2 separate regions of the Sus scrofa genome follow, and region 1 is linked to region 2. Evidence: chromatin contacts called from public HiChIP or PLAC-seq data. All regions are on one chromosome and are shown on one strand. Each heading gives the region's core, a stretch centred on a gene start, on an enhancer-like site or on the middle of the called end of the contact. The rest is flanking DNA. Distances are from core to core; before and after follow the strand shown. Region 1 overlaps PLCL2 (inactive phospholipase C-like protein 2). Region 2 overlaps OXNAD1 (oxidoreductase NAD-binding domain-containing protein 1).

Evidence for each region. HiChIP or PLAC-seq counts read pairs in DNA pulled down with a chosen protein or histone mark.
Region 1: a contact with region 2 is called in an H3K27ac HiChIP or PLAC-seq map of alveolar macrophages. The contact joins two enhancer-like sites. A contact is called at or near these places in 1 of 47 Hi-C or Micro-C datasets (embryonic fibroblasts) and 1 of 2 datasets of contacts at active chromatin or transcription factors (alveolar macrophages).

What each region holds. Positions count from the first base shown.
Region 1 is chr13:4,136,539-4,143,938 of Sscrofa11.1, reverse strand. All of the region lies in intron 4 of PLCL2 (inactive phospholipase C-like protein 2), which reads right to left. Among named protein-coding and RNA genes, the nearest start is that of PLCL2, 150 kb to the right of the region's middle. Within about 2 kb of position 3,693, at least 13 of the 83 cell types and tissues checked have an H3K27ac peak or open chromatin away from gene starts, as enhancers often do. A contact at or near this core is called in alveolar macrophages, where this site is marked.
Region 2 is chr13:3,412,545-3,420,133 of Sscrofa11.1, reverse strand. OXNAD1 (oxidoreductase NAD-binding domain-containing protein 1) reads right to left here. Exons shown (of 8, transcript XM_001925300.5): 4 at 2,587-2,693. Among named protein-coding and RNA genes, the nearest start is that of OXNAD1, 20 kb to the right of the region's middle. Within about 2 kb of position 2,008, at least 21 of the 83 cell types and tissues checked have an H3K27ac peak or open chromatin away from gene starts, as enhancers often do. A contact at or near this core is called in alveolar macrophages, where this site is marked.

The DNA.
Region 1 (7,400 bases), core at 2,444-4,943, 720 kb before region 2:
GGAGTTCCCGTCATGGCTCAGTGGTGAATGAACCCAACTAGTATCCACGAGGATGGGAGTAGGATCCCTAGCCTCACTCAGTGAGTTAAGGATCGGGCACTGCATCTGTCACGTAGGTCGCAGACACGACTCGGATCCTGTGTTGCTGTGGCTGTGGTGTAGGACGGCAGCTGTAGCTCCTATTCGACCCCTAGCCTGGGAACCTCTATATGCCATGGGTGCAGCCCTAAGAAGACAAAAACAAACAACACCATCACCAACAAAAGAAAACACTGCCCCCAACAGCTATAAAGCTTTTCCAGGTTCGCAGCAGGCCTCTAACGTGTTGACTCCTCAAGGATGTGGCCCTCTGCCCCAGCTGAGAGGAGGGGTTGGAGATGCACAGGGGTGTCTTCTGAGAACCTGCAGCAGCAGCTAGAAATTGTGGGAAAGCTTGGTTCTGGGGCTGGAGAATAGGGAGTTTTCTGCACCAAGGCAGCAGCTGAGATGAGGGAATGTCTGCATCTCCGGGGGAGGAATTTGAAAGATAAATGAGATGAAAACATCAGCATGATATTCAGGAATCACTCAAATGAATAAGCAGAGAGAACCAGTGTCAGAAAGGCAGAGGCATGGTCAGAGGGCAAGGAGCACAACGAGAATGCTGAGCACTGCCAGGGGTAGGAGGAGATTTCCTGGAAGGTCTACAGAGTTAGGAGCTCTGGATTTGGCCATCTGGTAATTTTGGTCAATGCAATCGAAGCACTGACAGTTCTGCTGTAATGTGACATACGTGTTCCTAAGAATCTCCCCACTGTGAAAAACTGTGTGATTAAATAATGCAAGGCTTGTGGGGAGAATGGGGTTAGGGCACAACACTAGAAATTTTGCAGTGACACATTAAAAAAAGGCAGGAACAGGGAGTTCATGTCGTAGTGCAATGGAAATGAATCCAACTAGTATCCACGAGGATGAGGGTTTGATCCCTGGCCTCACTCAGTGGGTTAAGGATCTGGCATTGCCGTGAGCTGTGGTGTAGATCACAGATGTGGCTCGAATCCGGAGTTGTGTGGCTGTGGCGTAGGCTTGGCAGCTGTAGCTCCGATTGGACCCTTAGCCTGGGAACCTCCATATGCCACAAGTTTGGCCCTAAAAAGCAAAAATTTAAAAAAAGGCAAGATTCGGCCCAAAAAAAAAAAAAAAAAAAAAAAAAAAAAAAGGCAGGAACAGAAAGCAAACAACAGCACAGTCCTGCAATGATTAAGGAAGACAAAAAACTTTGATGAGTGTGGCGTGTGGCACTTGACATTAAAACGATCTGAAGTTTCTTGTGGAAGTGGGATGGGAAGGGCAGCAGCTCATGAGTCACTGTGAGTGGTGGAAAGAGGGGTCTGACACCTGAGGAGAGGTTGTAACTAAGACGTGGAGGGCACAGCTCACAACAGCCTTGGTGAACAGATGTAGCTGGCAGGTGTCTGAGGTGTGTGTAGCAAGGTCAGTTCACCCTGGGCAGTGCTCTGCCCTCACTTGTGTTTCTTGTGGTCAAAACTGTACGCAGACAAACACAAAATTCTTGTTAGGGTAAAGTTGTTCCCTAATGCACACAAATAATAACACACAAACAAAGCTACATTTTCAAAACAAGTTTTACAGCAGAACTGACTATAAAAGGGAGAGTATTTCAAAATCTATGCAATTTTATTGTGACGTAGAGTTAAGCTCTCAACATCTATCAACTTCAACCTAAGTATGCTTGTGGCATCATACAAGCCTGCCTCAACACTGTACTCAATTATTTTAAACTATTTTAACAATCATTGCTTGTCAGAGAAGAGATGCTGTATAAATCTGGAGCAAATCCTGAATTATGAGTGACCCAGGGTCCACATTCTAGAGAAGTCAAGAATCCTTCTGGCTTCTACATATGCTCTTAATTGGTCATAAAGTTCACTGCAGGGCTAGCATGGTAGTACATACCTAAGGGTGATGAATGGAGCTCTCCTGCCACTTAACTTTCGTCTAAGCACTGCTATAATCTGAGTATCTCACTCACTACATTTCAGATCAAATCCCATAAAATTACATCCCCTAGAATCTGTAGGTACCTGGCTGAATTTTCACAATCCACGTCTCTATCTACCACTTATCACTCTAAATCAGTTTAGAACTATATTCATAGGCTCAGAAACGGCTGCATTTCCTAGTAATGCAGTTTTAATTAAACCGTAGTTCCCGAAGTGAATTACCATGTCCATATACAAGCAAAGAGACACTATGCTTATTACTAGACAGATAGCAATATAGATCTTGGCCGTACTCCCCTAAACAACCATTTGGATTCAGTATAAAATTCATGGAAATAAACAGTATCATGCAGTCAAAACAACCAAAGTACTCCCCTTGGTTCTTACTTTCTCTTGGTTCTTACTTTCTAGGAGTTGCTCTGGTGCCCACTGCACTTGGGATGGACCCAAGTTTACACTGTGGGTATTTCTAAGAGGCACTTCCAGCTTTAGCCACTAGAAGTCCTTAGTAATACACATTTGTCAGGCTGGAGGCAGGAGAAGGGAGCGAAGATGAGAGAAAACACCACAAAGAGGAAACAGAAGGGGGGAAAGGCACTACATGGAGGAATAAAAGTAAAAAAGACCAAATCAAAGAGCCAGGGCTTAGAGGAAATAAAACAGCGAATGCACCAGGGTGACTGACCTTATCAAAAACCATCCTTTAAACCAGAAAGAAATTTTTATTTCATGAAGACAAGTGAATAAACAATGAAGCCACAACCAAGCTTTTATGCAAAAGGAATTCATTCGTATTTCTAGGTTAACTGAGACTTAGCATGACTAGACGTCTCCATATTTTCCCAAACATATTTAAATATGACCTGGTGAAGCTCTGTAGTGCAGAATAGCTTGAGGAATAGAGAAGAAGGCTCTGGAAAAGCCAGGAGTTCCAATAAACCAAGAGATGAGTTATGAAGTCAACATACAGCTTTTAAACGTTTGTCCTACTATAAGTTGTTGCCAAAGTTTTGGAATTTCTGAATAGTTTTCATTTCAGAGGTACACAGAATTTCAAAAAGTTGAATTTTGGGTTTGCTCTTGTACTGCTTCTGCTCCTGTACAATGCAATATTCAAAGAAAACAGAAACTGTTGAAAATTGAACAAAACAGAACCCAAACTACCCTAAAAAGGAACTCCAATGAAACCATAAATCTATCCAGAAGAACTCTACAATAACTCCTATCAGTTCATGAAAAATACATCATGCAGTGCTTTTCTGTGTGGAGGGCAGGTAGATAGTAAGTTCACATGCACTCCAATTAGAATAATCCTCTTATGTCTCTATTTAATGATCAACCTCACATGATCAGAAGCCTCATTAGGGAAGAACTGGGGGTGTCACATATCATTTGGCACATGATTAGCGTGGGAAGCCTTATGTAACATCCTCACACTGAACAGGCTACTTCCCCGCACATGATGAATGGGTCTGCACCACAGTGACCTCAAGGATGCACACACAAACCCTATCCTCTCTGGGGCCTTTGTCGCTGTCGCCTCTCGACTCTGAGTGCTTCTCTGATTTTCTAAACAATAATCATGATGTGCTTTACACGACGCCCTCACACTACCTCGGCAGGAGATGTAAGTGCGCCTGGCGCTCTAATATCCTGTCACGAGAGCAGGAAGGGTATGAGCATGCAGGACTGAACTGCCGGGAAAGGCACTTCCGTCTGGGCCTGTGGACAGCCAGGGCCATCCAGTGGGGATGCAGGCGACAGCTGGCCATGCACTTCTGCCTCCAATATATGTCTGGGAGGTGGGAAAGAAGGGCCAGGGCACCACTGTGACTCCCTCGGTCTTGAGGGTTTTTAAGATAAGGAGTTTGGGATGCAGGGGAGTGTCTCCCAGAACCGGTGAGAATTTTAAAGCTAGACTAAGCATCCCTGTGGGAAGAAAGGGGAACTCAAGCTCCTTACAGCCAATTACTCAGCGAGCAAGCTACTTCCGGAGACTGTAGTAGGAACTTCTGGATGCTATATATTACTTTCAAGTCACCAAGGACCGTTTAGTTTTGACATGCTCGTTTAAACTATTATTACCAAATTAATTAAATTTCAAAAGATACAATTTGAATTAAACAGAGTACCACGTTTATTACCATCTACTTATATCAAGCCTTTTCTCCAAGGGGGATCAAGGTGATTTAGAAACTCCTAATTAACAGACAGTAATCCAATCATACTCTTACTGTAAGGTGTCATTAGTTTCTCTCAGGTCTGTGTTAGCTAAGTATAGATGTTAGTTAACAGGGAAAAGCAACTGGAGATTCCTGTGTAATGAAGAGCAATATTTTTGAGCACAGTGAAGAGTCTACAGTATCCGGACTAGCATAGCTAGAAGAGCAAGAACCAGTTGACCGGCTACTACAACATTTATGGTACAAACCCAAGTGTCCTTTCTGGTGCTGACCACAGAACTCATGTGCTCCTCCATCTTCCCCTTTCCCAGGAAAGAGGCAACTAACTGCCCTAGTAAGGTGGTGGGAAGCCTAACCTTCTGCTTTTCACTTTGCAACTTTCCACCTGCCTTTATGAAGTGGAGTAACCCTGTCTTCATAAACAGCAAAGCTGCTGCTCTCAGGTTTGTGTGATGCTAAAATATACACAGACAGGTCTTACAGCATTGAGGGCTGCCTGGTGCTAGCCTCTGAAAACTCACGCTGATGTGACGGGGACTACTGTTTATGCTCTGGGCCAGTTACATGCGATCTCAGCCCCTCTGAGGCGGCGAGATTGTGCCAATTTTACAGATGAAGTGATGTGCCTGGTCACAGAGTAGGCACTAGAGCAGGGACTTCCCACCCTCAGGGCCCGTGTTCTTTGCTTGAACAGCCCTCCTACCCCCCCCCCCACCTGCTTCCCACGTGCTGGGAGGGTCCTCCTTCCTCCCCCAGCAGCTAGTCCCAATGTCTCTAGGCAAGAACGATACTATGCACATGTGCTCACACCCATGCACACCTGCCTGGGTCTGTGTGAACTCACAGCTGTGCTCAATGAGATGTGTCCTTGGCCAAACACACCAGGACACATCTTGCGTCGGGCACTGGGAGTGCCCTGGGAGTCGGTTTTCGGTGGCAGGCGAGAGGACCAGGACGAAGCCTTGCACATAAACCCACAGCCCGTGGGTTTGTGTGCGGGGTCTGGGTTTCGCCCCTCAGGAGCACAGGAGTGTGGGGAGCATCAGGGCTAGCAAGTGCTGGAGATGGGGGGTGGGCGTTGAGGGAGGATGGTTGTCCAGCATTCAGGAGCCCTGCCCACCTACCAGCTCATGCAGCAGGCAGCTTCTGAGCAGGCTACGGAAAATCATAAAATACTGCAGTTTACTGGTGAACCATGTCCCCACCTACAGGGGCTTCCCAGAATCAAGCCGCTCTCCTGCCTGGCCTCCTCCTCTCTCCTCCATTCCTCACTCAGCTGTATTTTCTCCTTCGGGCATTTGAATCTTTAGGTAGGGCATGTCAGACAGGGCAAAGAGTCCTCTGGTAAAGGGATGGGAGACTCTGAGGAACTGAGGAACACGCCAACGGTCTGGAAGCACTCCCTCCTCCCACCTCCCAGTTCTAGGTCTGGCCTCCAGCCCCAGCCTTCCCACAAACACCTGAAGCTGCCCAGGAACCTCAGGCCTCCTCCTCTTCCTGGACCAGCTCAGGTGTCACTCACTGCCTTTGGATGGACACTGGTGCAACCCTCTGGCACTGAGACCAGAAGGGCAACCGCTCCAGCCTCCAGCCCTGGCCAGCCCCAAACCTAACCCTCCCAAGGAAGGCTTTCTGTGTGCATGTAAGTCAGTCAAGTTTGGGGAGATGTAGGCATGCCAGGACACAGACATAGGGAAGGAAGGACACCTGATATCTGTGTCCCTCAATCAAGGTCACAGTCAGTCATTCAAAAATATATTTTGAGTGCTGCCCTCTGATGTGAAAACACAGTGGTAAGTCGGACACATATGGCTGAGCTCTGACACATATGGAGCTCAGATTTGGGGTGGGAGACAGAGGTACCTTAAAAAAATGAATCAAACCAGTGAAAGTGTAATTATAGGTTGTGATGTGTGTAAGAAAGAAGCAAAGAGCATGAAGAACAGCCCAGTAGGAGTTCCCATGATGGCTCAGCGGTTAACAAGCCATGAGGGTGCAGGTTCCATCTCTGGCCTCGTTCAGTGAGTTAAGGATCCAGTGTTGCCATGAGCTGTGGTGTAGGTCACAGACATGGCTCAGATTCTGCATTGCTATGGCTGTGGTGTAGGCCAGGGGCCACAGCTCCAGGTGGACCCCTAGCCTGGGAACCTCCATATGCTGTGGGTGCAGCCCTGGAAAAGACAAAAAGACCAAACCAAACTAAACCAAACCAAACAAACCAGCAGAGTGTTTAAATCTAGAGGCCTCCCCTTCCCCTGTGGGAAAGAGGCTCCATTCCCAGCACCTTTTCTAATTTAACCCCTTCCCATAGGACACAGCTTTAAATAGAACACGGTAAGCATGGCCTAGATTTTATAATTGCAGAGAAAGTCCTCCCCACTGCCTTAAGGGAGGTAAGAGGAAACCAGAAGTTTTTCAGAAGAGATGCAGAGCCTGCCTCTGTCCCCACCCAATTCCTCTTTCTCTGCCCGCCCTCCCACCCCACCCCCGCACCCTCCCCTAAGGAAAGATGCTTGATTGGACTGAGAAAAGGAGCATGACTTAAACTCAACTCTTAGTTCATTTTTAGTGCTTCAGTCCCTAGGTAGAGCAATCAGATTGCATGTCTCACTAAATACGCGTGAGGTAAGTCGGTTACAGATTTCACTGGATTATAACACAAAATTCTGGTTGACTGTCACCATTTTCTGCTGGAATAGCATGCTTTCTTCATGAGCACTATAAGAAATGGGAGTAAACGTGCATTTTCAGAGTAAACTAGTTTCCTCTCTTAGTTCCCACCTCTAGCACTTTGAGTTCTGATGGCCAAATGTTAGTAAGTAGTATCTTAGGGATCCAGTGCCTCTTCCAGGACAGGAGTTCCAGGGGATATGGCACAAGTACTGTAATCTTCTACAGATCAACATTCAAAATGCACTGAGTGAGAAAGAAGGAGAGAAAGAGGGAGGGAGGGAAGGAAGGAAGAAAAGAAAGAAGGAAGGGAGGGAAGGAGAAACTTTTAAAGTCATAATTTAAGCTAGCCAAAGTGAATCTGGAAACCAGTGCATCAAAATACCCTAAGTAAAAACACACACACCAAAAAAAAAAAAAAAAAAAAAAAGAAAGAAAGATGAAAAGAAAGAAAAGAAAGAAAAAAAGCAGTTAATGAACCCAACTAGTATCCATGAGGATGCAGGTTCAATATCTAGCCTCACTGAGTGGGTTAAGGATCCTG
Region 2 (7,589 bases), core at 759-3,258:
ACTGAACCAAACCAAATAAAGTGAACATCAGACATTGTGCTAAATCCCTGACGTATCCTAAGACAGAGAAATATTACTGTTCCCTCTTTAAAGACATAGAAACTGAAGCCCAGAGAAAGAAGGAAGCCGCCCACATCACAGAGCCAGCAGGTAGAAAAAGCCAGCCTGTGGGCCACGCAGTCTACAGAGCATGGGGCGTGTGACGCTGTGATACAGCCTCCAGAGGGAACGGACCTGGCCTCCAGTGAATGCCCCCAAGGAGCGCTGATCCTGGCAACTCCAGGCTCTCGCACACCGAGTGAGGACTGCCAGTGGCACACTCCAGCCCCAAGGGGGAGTCCAGATATTTCCACCCTCAGGGAGGAGAATTCTAAGATGGTCAAGAGTAGGACTCACCAAGGAGCAAGGTGCCAAGTGGTGACCGACTGGTCAGACAGGCCCAAAAGGTTTAGCCCGGCACATGGGAGAAATGGTTTCTAGGAGTTTTCTCTTTGGCCCTTCTCTCTGGATTGGACTGTGTGGGTTCTTAGAACTGGTTCCCCAAGACAGGAACCAGAACCCTCTGGAGACCCAGAAAGAACACCACATAGCAGGAAGAACCCCAGAGACCCATCTCTGGTCTTCGCTGAAGGCTAGCTTCAGAGCATTCACTCATCCATTCAGAGGCGGGCCTGCAGCCTGCCCCAGAGTTTGGCAAGTGTCGGGGGAAAGAGCTCAGGAGTGTATCGTCATGGCCCAACCCCTATCCCAAGAGCCCAGTGGCAATCCTCTCCCTACCCCACGCAGCACTCTACTCTGACCATCCCAAGCACACAAGCTGCATCAGCCACAATCACACACTCCCTCTTTCCCTAATCCTTGCCTCGTCCCCCAAGTGCCAAGCGGAGGTGACTGTATATCAGACGATCTAGGAGAGCCTGGCACATAAGCCATCCCAGCAACAACGCTGAAGGAGCAATGCCACACCTCAGCAAAGGGCCATTCTGTAACCACAAAGTCACACATCCAAAGGGCTCACAGCTTCCAGAGTCGTAGAGTGAGTCAGTGGTGAGGGAATAATCTTTTAAAGAGGACAGTCCAGGCGCCAGGAGTGAGTGCTAAGGACACCTGGCAGGGAAATGGTCAATACTGACCAGCCAGAGGTGATCCGCCCCCATGTCAGGCATGTACTAAAACCAGCCCCAACATCAGGGAAGTCACCAAATCTATTCACTGATACGGGGTATGTAACACCAACCCCGAGTGATTTTATCTTGAGGATCACAACGGGACCCTATTTCTATGTGTATCACTAGGGAATGATGACATTTTTCTTCACAGTTTTTGCTAGTGCTAGTACAATTGCACGCACACCAGGGAAGCAGCAACATAACCAAGGCACAGGGTTTTTCTAATCAGGACACTGGGGTCAGAGTCTTGGCACAATCCTAAACTGAAGGCACGGAGCTAAGGGTGTGCACAGGACACAAACACTTTCCCAGAAGGGAAATGTGGAAAGAAAGATCATTACAATTAAAGTTTGCACTTTTCAGTGTAATAACAGCTAAACTAGTTTCGAAGGGTAAAAAACGTTGCCCACCCCCCCAAACCAGCCCAAATGCACTTAATATGTATCACCGAACATGTGCAAAGATTGCAGTAAATTGCTTCATGAACGCAAATTATTGCAATCAGCATCTTGTTTTCTAGTTCTAAATTCAAAGGCAAACTATTAACACAAGACTGCTAACTCTTGCTATTATCACACTTGCTATTATCACACATCCTCCTTCTAACAAAACCACATTTCCAGATGGACTGCCAAAATTAGTCAAGTGACTCCTAAGAAAGACTACCAAGACTGACATGCCAGAAATTCATTTAGAAATGAATGCTTTATTTAAATCAAGGAAACAGACACCCAAACACACCTTTCCTAAGGAAATACAAGTCACTTTATTTACAATTCAACTTGAATTGCAGCTCAGGGAGGCCATTCTCAGGAACAGTGGGACAGCTGGGCTGTCACCCTGGCAGCATACTGACTAGTCCTCAGAGTCCTGAGTGTGATGTGGGCTGGGCCAGATGGGGGGACCCTGATAATAAATTCAGCAAAATATTTCAACTCCACAAAATACAGTATGAGGGAGGCAGGAATTCGGGCCAGAGGGCAAGCAGCTCTGTGACAGAACTGGTTAGAAGAACCAGTTTCAGCCTGCTGTGTTTACTCTGTATTTCAGATTAGATTACTGCAGTGCATTCTATTATCCACTATCCACTCCTGAATCACCAGAGTTGTTGGGCTTCATCAGGGTCCTTGGCCACAACTAGCTGCTTTGTTTCAATCTGGAAAACTCAAGGCAGCAATTTTCTTCTTATGTCTAAGAGGGTCATGGGCTCAAAACCAAGGTGAGCTCTGGGACAAGAAAAGGAATCAGACTCTCTGTGACAAAAAAAAGCACAGCCTGAATGGAGACGCTCTAAGAATCCCTATGCCTCAGGAGAAACAGTGGCCACAGAAGTCCTTTCCAGAAGGAAAAATAAAGTTCTTATATCTGGCAGCACCCAGAACACACACAACACTTAGGAGACAGAAAAGCTACTTACCATTGGCCGGCTTTAAAAGAAAAATCTTTATCAGCAACAAGCAAGCGGAGCCTCTTCACAGATGGGGACTCATGGGCCACTCCACACACCTTAGCCACTGACACCACCTAGAGCCAAAGACGGTGGCTGAGGTTAGGTACACACAACTCAGGAACAAACTGTGGCTTTCTTATAACTAAGGTTTTTTTTTTTCTTTTGAAATCTACAAAGATGTGGTTTTTGATAATTGCAAAACAAGGTAAAGCACACTTTGCTTTAGAATTCTGCCTTCCACCAGGTGAACAAATTTCATTTAGGGGAGACTTGCTAGCCCACTGACTGAATTTTATTCTGCATAAAACATTTCCATGTCCTGGGCTGGGCCCTCTGGGAAGAACCAGGGCCCCAGAGACCTGTAAAGTCCCTGCCTGGAGCCCACCTGCTCTGTCAATGCTGTGCACGCAAATAAGAAAAGCTGATGTATGTTCTGAGCTTTGCCACAAGTCTTTGACAAGCTGAATTCAGAAATTAACTTTTTTTTTTTTTTTTTTTAGCAATTTCACAGTGTAACTTGTATGCCTGTTGACTCTAATGATAGACCACAAACTGGGTTTGTACTCCTTGTGCCTTTGTTTCTTTTCATTCATCCACTCATTTTGGCCATGCCTGTAGCATGCAAAGTTCCTGGGCCAGGATAAAATACACCCCACAGCAATGACCTGAGCCACAGCAGTGACAACACCAGATCCTTAACCACTAGGCCACCAGGGAACTACCATTTATTTTTTCTAATTCACTTTTTATTATATTCTACAAGATATAAACAGTCCACAAGCTTGAAAAAACAACAAAAACTGCCCATTGCTATAGATAGTTGGAGAAGCACTATTTTAAATGCTATGTCTGGTTTAAAAAAGGTCTGAGTCAGGAGTTCCCGTAGGGGCTCAGTGGTTAACGAATCTGACTAGGAACCATGAGATTGCAGGTTCGATCCCTGACCTTGCGGGTTAAGGATCTGGCTTTGCCGTAAGCTGTGGTGTAGGTTGCAGATGCAGCTCCGATCCCCTGTTGCTGCGGCTCTGGTGTAGGCCAGCGGCTACAGCTCCGATTAGCCCTAGCCTGGGAACTCCATATGCTGCAGAAGCGGCCCAAGAAATGGCAAAAAGACAAAAAAAAAAAAAAAAAAAAAAAAGGTCTGAGTCAAACACACTTCAGTTGCGTGCCATCACCCCTCAAATTTCAAATGCCTCTACTTCCCACTTTCTTTGTTTCTTCCGCCTTTGGGTTTCTCTTCCTCTCAAATCTGGGACTTCTTCACAATGAGGGAAAAAAGGTGGCAGAACTCTTCCCTCCACTTCCTACTGCCCTTCAGCTCCACTTTGGGCAGCAAATCAAACTGGCGGCTGGTGACCAAACACCACCCTTCCCCTCAGACGGTGTTACCTTCACAGGTCCACCAGGGGGAGCCCTGGAAATCTGTCAGGATTTCCCAGAACAAAGCTAGCTCATCCAGCCATTTTCCTCCAAGAGGACCAAATCTAGTCAAACTCTCAGTGGGAGACAACTCTTAAAACCCCACGAGAAAATTCTCCCGATGATGGTGGTCCCTTCACTACCTCAAAGTACTCTTAAAATGCTCTTTCTCTGTACTTTTGCCAGTCCTCTTTCCTCCCTGAAAGCACATGGGGTAACTTTCCACTCTTCAGCCTCTCTGCCTGTGCTCTGATCCTGGCCTGCCTGCCCTGCCTAAAGCACTGCTTTACCAGACCCACCCAGCCTTTTCTCCGCATCCACTTTTCCCCTCTCTAGACCTTCGGAGTCATCAGACTTGATGTCTAATGCCAACTGCTCCTCCTCAACAATTCGGCAGCAAAAACGAAGCAGTGTAAGACGGCTGTTAATAGCATGAGCGTTACAGCTAGACGGCCTGGTATGGATGCCCGGCTTCGCCACGCACCAGCTGTGTGACCCTAGGCACTCACGGGACCCTAGCCCACCTCAGTGAGGAGATGAGAATAACATCACCTGCACTTCCCACAGTTGGTGGGAGGATTACATGAGATAATACATGAAAGTACACATAATGCTGCTGGCCCCAGAGTAAGTTCTCATTAAGCATCTGTTCTAATGTATCTTATTGCACCAATTATAATTAATGTATCAGTATTTGTTATTACATGATACCTTACACTTCACTGCATATGCCATCACACCAGTGGTGCCATGCAGGGCCTTGCAGACTGAGCACCACACACCGAGGGTAGGGTGGGGCTGTTCTCTTGGCCAACAATACAGACTATAAAAGCATGGTGGTCTCTGCACCACATCTTATCCATTATTTTGCTAGAACAAATGTAAAAGCCATCCTGTTTTTAAGCTAGTTTAGAAATTCTACCTTAAGTCCCATCTCTATGAATACTTCTTATATGACAGAACCTGCCCTGTTCCCTCTGTGCCTACAGGTAACCTGTCTTCTGCTCTCCTGGGTCTTCTTTCAAGGTTGGCAGATGTCTTCCCAAACAACCAAACTCAATGTCCAGTCTCAGTTCTTAGTCTCTCTGGTCTCCCTGAACTTGATGTGTCCTATTTCCTTTCCACCCTGAAGCACTCTCCTTTCCTGGGAGAGCTGACCTTGACCTCTCCAGGGCCCCTCCCACCCCTTCTTCAACTCCTTCCCCCACCTCCTCACCAGGAGCTTCCTCTAAACTGCATCTCCTGTTCCCTTTCCCACCTCCAGGCCAAGGCCCTCAAATATTCCCAAAGCTGTGAACCCTCCACACCCACTCACCATAACTTCTCTACCAATCACAGGCTCACATGGACACAGCCCTTTAATAACAGCCAATGTCTGAGGAGCGTTCATCTCAGGTGTACGCCCGGCTCTGAGGTGAGTATTTTACATCCATTAATTCACCTGGATAATATGAATAATTATATTTCATCCCAAAAGATAGTGTTGTTATCCTCCATTCTGCAGATGAGGAAACAGAAAGGGTTCAGTAACTTGCTCAAGATCACTCAGAAATGGGGAGTTCTCTGGCGGTCTAGTAGTTAGGATTCAGCATTTTCACCCTTTCACCACTGCAGCCCAGGTTCAAACCCTGGTCTGGGAACTAATAATTCCACATCAAACTGCTGAATGCTGTGGTAAAAAAAAAAAAAAAAATCACTCAATAATGGCCAAGTCGGGATTCACACCCAGGTCTGTGCTTGGGGCCCTTAACCACCCAAGAGTCCTGTCCTAATGGCACTCACTTACATGTACAACTAAACCGATCACACCCATTCCTTCCGCACATAACTTCTTGAACCTGGTGCCTGGCACTGCACTTAACCATTTTGTCCCTACCTCAAGCATGGGGTCAAACACATAGTAAGATTCAACAAGTATTCACAAAAAATAAATGAAAAACTCTTTTTTTTGGAGGCGGGCCCACACCCACGGCATATGGAGGTTCCTAGGCTAGGGGTCGAATCGGAGCTGTAGCTGCCGGCCTACACCACAGTTCACAGCAACACCAGATCCTTAACCCACTGAGCAAGGCCAGGGATTGAACCTGTGTCCTCATGGATACTAGTCGGATTCATTTCTGCTGAGTCAAGATGGGAACTCCGAAAAACTCTTTAACTTAAATTGACCTAAGGGGTTCCCGCCGTAGCACAGTGGGTTTAGAATCTAACTGCAGTAGCTTGGGTCACTGTAGAGGCTCAGTCTGATCCCCAGCCCAGTGCGGTGTGTTAAGGGATTAACCCATTGCCACAGCTGCAGCACAGGTCAAACCTGCAGCTCGAATTCAATCCCTGGCCAGGGAACTTCCATATGCAGTGGGTGTGGCCATAAAATGGAAAAAAAAAAAAAAAAGACTTAAAAGTGGTCTCCAAAATTGAAGTTAGTAGAAATTCACAAGCTTTTTGATGCTTTAAGAAAAATTTAAAAAAAAAGAAGGTGGGAGACCACTACAAAAAAAATCTAGATTCGCATTCAAAACTAGAAGCCAGGGAGGGCAGGGATTTCTTCAGCAGAAAAGGAATCTTCCTTAGTTTGCCACACTATTTTAGATATCTTATTACAGAGATAAGTGATAAGGATCAGCAGAAGACTCTCCATTACATGAATATTCTCATTTTTTAAGGTTAAAAAAGAAACATTTGTTTTTATAATCACTATTTTCTTTCACTATAATAATCTGCAAAAACACAACCAAAAGCTAGATTATTTCATTTGTAACAGCTGATTACCTATGTATAAGCTTTAAACACATCCCAAAGAGTCACCTGTTGCAGGGAAACTGACATTCATAATCACGGTGGGGCAGGGATGCTAAGGCACAGAGAGTTTCAGCTGAAATGTGAGCATGCTTCACAAGCAAATGCTAGACAACATAAAACGCAGTCACCAATCATTTGCCAATGTCCAAAAATTAAATTCAATGACGAAGGGAAAGAAGTTACATTTTCTATTAAAGAAGTCCTATTTTCATATGGATGGCCTCTATGACCAAAAATGTCCCCAGAGGCTTTCCACCTACTGGTAATAATACAAACGGCTACACACCCATTGCTACTAGTCCAAATAATCTGGGCAAAACTGCTCTAACTGGTCACACAAAATACTCTGCATATTTCATGATTTTTAAAGACATGCCTCTCTTAACATTTTATTTTTGTAATACAAATACTATTCACTATATGGATTTCTGGCACTGTGGATTAACAACAACAAAATCTTTTTGAAGACTGAATCTTTTATTCTGAAGCTAGTTTCATATAATTAAGAACTGTAATCATGTCTCTAGTTTCATGCCATTCTTTCTTTCCTTTTACTGAATAAGCAAAACACAATGAAGAAACTATGTATGTTTTAACATTTGTACTTGTTCTCATACTTAATGGATCAAAAGATTTCCAAACTGAAACCTCAACTAGCCATGCCCTAAGTTAAAACACATGGCAGGAAATGAAGTTTTCCATAAAACAACATTTAGATTCTTCTACTGTTCAATAAAATAACAATACATTTGTCA